Regions from separate parts of the Acanthopagrus latus genome. Here region 2 is linked to region 1. A link is a contact called in public Hi-C data. All regions are on one chromosome and are shown on one strand. Each heading gives the region's core, a stretch centred on a gene start, on an enhancer-like site or on the middle of the called end of the contact. The rest is flanking DNA. Distances are from core to core; before and after follow the strand shown.

Region 1 (3,557 bases), core at 635-3,134:
CAGGGCAAGGGAGCTTACCGGAAGCTTACTAAGGCCTCCTGACCAATTTGAAAAACTGAATATAAAGAAAGAAAACTTGCCAATCTGACTATTTCAGAGTCACAATTTGAGTATCTGACAAGAAGAAAATCCGATGTTAGTGAAAACACAGCGCAGCTGTGTTTAGTAAAGCAGAGAGAAGGCTAAGTTGTCTCATCCTGCTTTCCACCTCATGTTTCCATGTTCAATGTTTGAGTTTGTCCACAGTTCACAACCTCTTCACTATCATCTCCATGGTGACAGTCACTTCAGATCAGGCTTTAGTCCAGTTTTAGCTTGAGGACACTCATCAAGCTGTGGTTAAAGAAAGAAAGAAAGAAAGAAAGAAAGAAAGAAAGAAAGAAAGAAAGAAAGAAAGAAAACACCTCCCCAGCACAGGAAGCTGATTTCATCTCAGTCACCCATGCTGTGATTTTATCTTGTGCAACACAAGATTTTCACTGCATGCGATGTTCTAAAATGTAATTCTGTACTGAGTTAAATGTGTTAAGACTGTGACACAACATTGGATGAAAAAAAAAAGTTGTTTGTTACTCGGTTTATTTGCTGGCCATGTAACTGTTGCATTACAAGTCACATCGATAACTGTGAAGCTTCTGTAAAAAAAAAAACAAAAAAAAACAAAGAAAGAAAGAAAAAAAAAACACCTCTCTGGCACGAGAAGCTGATTTCATACAACTGATTTTAACTTGTGATATCAAAGCATGTTTCCCCAGTTTTCGGGGAACATGCATGTTGTGTTTCTACCAAAACAAAAGCGTTTTCTATGTATTTCCATTGGGGTGTTCTACAATATGTTTTTACTGTTGAATAACGAAGGCACAAGCGGAAAACGTCCTGTAGGCGGGAGTGAAACAGTCAGTCACTTTCAGGAAGAGGAAAATGCATCAAGGAAATAGAAATGGCCAGAAACACGATTTCCTGTCCAACGCTTTCGCCTTCAAAATAAAACGACACAACACACTTTAATTCCAATGAAACATGAAATGATGTATTCCATCTCGCTTTAAGGTTAAGCTTTGTGTTGCTTCATTCACATTTGACAGCCCTGCTTTCAAAGCAGTATGGCCTAAACCCCTTGCATGTGTGCACAAATACTTGGCTGATAAAGTTGATCCTAATTCTGACTATGATCCTCCTGAATTTGTGCGTAAGGAAATAACCCCCAAACATTCCTTAAGCCAGGGAATATGCCTGCAGTGTAGTAAAAAGTACCCAAAAATTAAGCTTGGGTAAAAGTTAGGATACACTGTCAAAATCACAGTCACACATGAATAGTAACTGAGTGAGTATCTGATTTAAATGTATGGAAATTGAGTTTCAGAGGCTTAAAACTAGGTCTCACTATCACTATCACTATCATTAGCCATATTCCTATAGCGACATCATAGTGAATGGTGCACATCATGAATGTTTTTAGTGTTCATTTGAATTTGCATTATAAAATGTTTCTGATTGTTACTGACAATAACTGACAACGTTTTGAGAACGCTTTACACTACAGCAGACGCCAGACTTGAACACCAAGATAGTATAGGTCAAAGCAGCCACATCAGCTACAGTCAGCAACAGCAAGGAGGTGAGGAGCGAGATAAAGTACCCAGACTCCCTTAAAAAAAATCACTCAATTTGGGAGGTGTTGAGTTTGGGCAAACTTTCTAAACTTTCTGAAACGCTGTCAAGGAGAAATTCTTATTTACTTGAGCCTTCCTGTAGATTCGGCATAATGTTATAGCCGGCTACTTGACTCTTACTCCCTGCATCCATGGCTAAGAATGACAGGAAAATTATGTGAGTACGCCTTCCTGCAGTTTCGCCACCAAATGCCTTTATTCTGAAAATCACACTGCGGAAGTTGTACGTTGATTCTGGCCCGTCCAGCTGCAGGAACTTTGCCTTCGTTCCTTCACAACAAGATGGACTGGAATGAAGACGATGGTGTAAGTGGGATTCTGTTTATCGGCTCCTCTTGTCGTCTGTGTTGCGAGGTGACTGTTTCATCCGGCGTAGACTTGTCTGGCGTAGTTTTCCCGGTGTTATCATAGCACGTTGTTAGCATCAACTAGCTAGCTTAATGTTAAATTGTAGCCCGTCGGTGAAGCGGAATAACCTGTCCTCGGTGATCGACACGGGCTGATCAACTGTCTGGAGGGCTGTTAGCTTCTGTGGGCGTAGCTAGCCCGCCGCTCGTCACCTGAAGTGAAACTACTAGCTAGCTAAATCTCTTTACCCCCAACCTCAGCAGTCAGATTCAGCTAATTGTATTTATGTAAAAGTATGGACGAGCACGTTAGTGAGAGTGTGTTCGATTAGTCTGATTGACATGACGCTACGTTGACAGCCAGCGTGTGTCTGACCCCGTCACTGTGCGGTTACCTTTCTTACCTTCGCCCATTATAACGAAACCGCAGGTAATCCTCTCTCGGAGCTTAACTCGGTTGCAGTTTCCTTGAACGAGAGTCGTCAGCAACATGTGTCGGGTTCATCCAAATCCACATGTGTCGTGTCAGTAGTTAAATGTTAATAGTTGAGCACAGGAGTCTGACAGCTGGCTTTTGCCATATGTTGTTAAGTGAAAGGCTAACGTTAGCTGCCCGGGTCGTGTCATCACCGGCATCAACAGAGGATTGAATATAGCAACCAGGTGCTAAAAGGAGTAGTTCATCCCAAAATACTAAATTAACCCATTCATTCACATCATGGCAGCAAAAACTCCTTTGAAATTCGCAGAAGCACCCAGTCACCCTAACCCATGGAGACACAGCATCAGTGTGCTATAAATGTGTCATTTTGAGTGGAGCCCCACAGGCTGTCAATATTTTGGGATAAATAAGGAGTAAAAATAATAATAAATAAAAGTCTTATATCGACATGTTGGCCCATAATGCACACATTTTTTGCAGTGATCCCTCAAATGTAATGAAGACATGTAATGGACGTAGGATATTTTACGGTTGGACATTAAACTGTATTGTCTAAATGACATCATTGCTCTAAAACAGGAAACTTTAAACTGGGAATTTTTTAATTACATCTTTCACCCTGAAAAGTTTTTTTCTGCCTCTCTACAAAAAAATATTTTTCATATCAGTGCATTTCAGACTGAACATACTTGCAACACTGAAATATCTGTGAGAGGACAGTATCAGCTGATAACAAGGTGCGACCAGTACAGCAAACGCCCTCTAATTTACAGCATATCAAACAGAAAACATGGCCCTTTAAACTGTTATATATTATATCTATATGTCATCCGACCATCCATAATATCATTTCAAGGTATCGTCACATTGCCTAACCCGACAGCTTATGCACAAAGACCCAAATGTTTTCTAGCTGTGTTCATTATTTACCTCATTGATGGCTATTTTACACAAGGGCACCTTATAAATACAAAATGTACCTCACCTGAGAAAACAGCCAGGTCACCACAGTGAGTGAGGAAAATGTTGAGAATGTGGTCTGTGGAAGAGTTTGATAATCTTACACCAGCTGTTTGAAAACCCGATGGACATTTT
Region 2 (3,366 bases), core at 746-3,245, 170 kb before region 1:
AGGTACAGTCCACCCAAAAATCTAAATTCAGTCATCATCTACCCAACAACAGTAGATTGAGACTTGTTTTAAAGTATAACATAAGTGAAACAAAAATAAACTGGCTCTTTACAGCTTATCCAACATAACCCCACTCTCTGGAAGCCCCAAGCGCCCAAAGATGTTTTTTTTTACACCCTTGGTGTGCGGTCGAGTTCGTGCAACCACTTGAGTGCTCGTGCTTTCAACTCACCGTCTACAATAAAGAGTACAAAATGTCTTTGTAAATCAGTTAGGGATCTCAAGGCTTCTAGTGACTTGGATTACACTGGAGACCCCGTCTTCTTCAGTTGTTTAGGAGACTAATTTTGTGATGCATCTTCAGTGATTTTGGGGTGCATGAATAAAACTGACTTGAAATATCTTTCTCAGACCTCAGCATGCTTCTGTTGTCCAGGAGAGACAATGAAGCCGAGCTTTCTAACATGTTAAGGTCGCGAATGCAAAAATGATCTAATGAGACATACATAAATGTCCATTCGAGAAATATGACGGACAAACAAACACCTACATGTTTACCTCTCACTGCAGTCTGGAAGAAAAACGTTATGGCCCAAAATGCTGGACTGTCTGACCAGAGCATGAAAAAAACAAGGGTGTTTTCACATGCAGGGTCTCATCTTAAAATGACACTTTTAGGACAGATGCTACATAGTGACAAGCCAGCTGCATAAACTGTGAGTTGAGGTGGATTTGCGTCTGAACAGAGAATATAAATGAGCCTGTGGTGTCTGGAAAAAACAGAGGAAGAAGAAGAAGAAAAGAAAAAAGCAGTTTCACCGCTCATCCTATCTGGCTCGATGTTGTCGCCTCGAAGCCTTCAAGGTGCTGTCTGAAGAACTGTAATTAGGCAGGGTTGGTAATGTGAAGCAGCCGCATGTGAGTCACCGGCAGGAGCGACTGGGCTGAAACTACGCAGCAGCTCTGTCCTTGGTGCTGAAAGGCAGCGGCGCGTCAGCTGTTTGTTTACAGCAGCTCCGATCCGCAAACCTCTGGATCAGCCGTGTTTCTGTGCAGCTACCTGCTGCGTGACGGGGAGGACTGTCGGTGTAACGTGACGCTGCGGGAGCGAAGTTCGTCCCCGCAGTGAGACCTCGACGCAGGGTCGCGATGAAACATTAATGAGGAAAGAGGATCCCCCCTCACCTCTGCGTAGAGGACCGGCTTACCTGCGTTTATGTGTTTATATCTCTGTAGATCGACCCGAGGTGTTTGCAGTCAAAGCGCACAGACTGTTCTGAAGTTTGAAGGTGGAAACTGAGTCCGTCCGTCCGTCCGTCTGTCTGGCTGTCTCTGTCTGATCTTACATGATGAAAACACGCGCATCCGTCTCTGGGTCTCTCCTGCCTGTGAATGTATGTCATACTGAGTTATCTCCCCCTCCTCCCCTCGTCGTCCTCTTCTCTCCTCACAGCGTCGACGTTCCAAAAATGTTTTAAAGGGAAAACCACCTTCACTTCAGCCTGCAGGAGACCATGGCCGAAGCCTACACAGATAGGAACAATAAAAGCTAAAAGAAGTAAAGCAGCTAAATTCAAACTCACAAAGTCCCATCACTATCAAGAGTGAACACATTACAAACTTAAAAGGTACAATATGTAAAGACTTGGCCACCTGTCAAATTCATACTTCAAACAGATAGGGGGCAGTATATCACCAGAGTAACTGCTAACGTTAGCTAGCTAGCTAGTACTTTGGACAGGACAGAACAGTGCTAGCTGGAAGGCCAGTTAGCTTGCTAGTTTTGTTGTTTAACATGCAGTTAAATGATATTTACTGTTTGTCAGCTGCACACGATGCTATTGCCTTTGACTTGTGCTGAAATAAAAATAGCTTTGGGAGTAACAGCTTAGCCAAGGGGCTAAATGAGCTGATCATACTAGTTTACCTCCTGTTGCTAAGTAGCATGTAAGGTCCGTCCAACAGAGTGGTGCAGCAATGACATGTTTTCACAGGCTAACCCCGGACGTTAGCATGGCCCATGTTCCCTCGTTCAAAAGCATAAGGGAGTTTTGAATTGGATTTTTGTTAGGCTAAAAAAGCAAACACTGCAGTGAATAAATGAGTCACCCTGTTCGGCATTATGACCATAAAATGTCCTACAATTTCTGTAGTCTCATTCAGCCATTTGTTAACACAATATTAAATTGTGTACATGTAATTATGTATTTTATGTCATACAACAAGACGTGTTAATATCTTAAAGGTCCCATATACATATATACTGTTTTTCATCAGTTTCACACAGCTGTCAGCATACTTGCCAACACTGGGTTGTCAAAAATTTTGAAAAATGACCCTTTAAATCTCACCTACTGGTGAGATTTTTGAAAATTTTTTTTTATTGCTCTGGGAGGTGAGCTAACCGTCCTCCTGCTGCTGACACTGGGCGAACCTCAGTAAAGTCGCGGCTGGACCCGACTGAATATCTGCCGAATATCCAACCTGAAACTAACTTCACCCTGGTTCAATGAGTTGCCTGTTGCAGCCTTTGAATAGGATGACGAGGATTTCAGTCACTCAACTTAAACGGTGACTTGTAGAAATGATACAAATAGCAGTAATGACAATAACAATCGATTTCAAAATAACTTAGGGTGTAGTGCTTTCACTGTGTACAACTTAAATTCGCCATTTGCCTGTGATATTAAACCTAAAAAAATCATGTCAACATCAAAATCAAATGTCATTATGTTTACCAGTACCTGACCTGTGCCTTGCGCAAGCCCCCCTGAGAACACGCTGTTTCTGTGCCTGCACCTTTAAATGCTAATGAGCTCCGTCTGTCAATGCCTACTTGCCTGCTACATCACTCTCAGGAAGACAATGCTTCTTACGCTAGCGGTATCATGCGCTACTGTTATGGTGGATGTATATATCTGTATTGCGGATCGTAGAGATTTCAATCAACCATACCAGTTTGACCCAGAATCGGACCCAGAAGGAGAGGCTCCTGAAGAAGCACAGACTCTGCAGCAGGACATGTCAGAATGGTTAGTGTGTCTGAATAATGTTAGTTTGTTCGTATGTGTTGGTACACTTACCACCACGTAGCTAACGGCTAACAGCAAGCCAAAGTTGTGTTTGTCTCAAACACAGTCTCCAAACTCTTGGACACTGTTTACATCGTCTCTGTCTCCAGTCTGCAAATGTTTCCAGGCTTTTTACTGTGACACCCAAGCTCCATCGTAATATTATTAACATTAAACACACTTCAAACACCATTGCGGAGCGGACCGAAGCGGAGTTAACTAGTTAGCCAGTTTCAAGCTGACTTCACCATACTCGTAGGCAACTGTAAATACTATCAAACCGCGGCGACACTTA

What was found. A called contact is a pair of places that touch in the nucleus more often than the background predicts.
Region 2: a contact with region 1 is called in a Hi-C map of muscle, with 4 times the contacts expected there. The contact joins the promoter of LOC119018713 here to the promoter of zdhhc13 in region 1. A contact is called at or near these places in 2 of 4 Hi-C or Micro-C datasets (both in muscle).

Annotation. Positions count from the first base shown.
Region 1 is chr4:14,153,052-14,156,608 of fAcaLat1.1, reverse strand. zdhhc13 (putative palmitoyltransferase ZDHHC13) reads left to right here and starts at 1,884. Exons shown (of 17, transcript XM_037096439.1): 1 at 1,884-1,979. The coding sequence starts at 1,956.
Region 2 is chr4:14,323,516-14,326,881 of fAcaLat1.1, reverse strand. It overlaps LOC119018713 (immunoglobulin superfamily containing leucine-rich repeat protein 2-like), which reads right to left and starts at 1,995. Exons shown (of 3, transcript XM_037096592.1): 1 at 1,928-1,995; 2 at 1,209-1,386.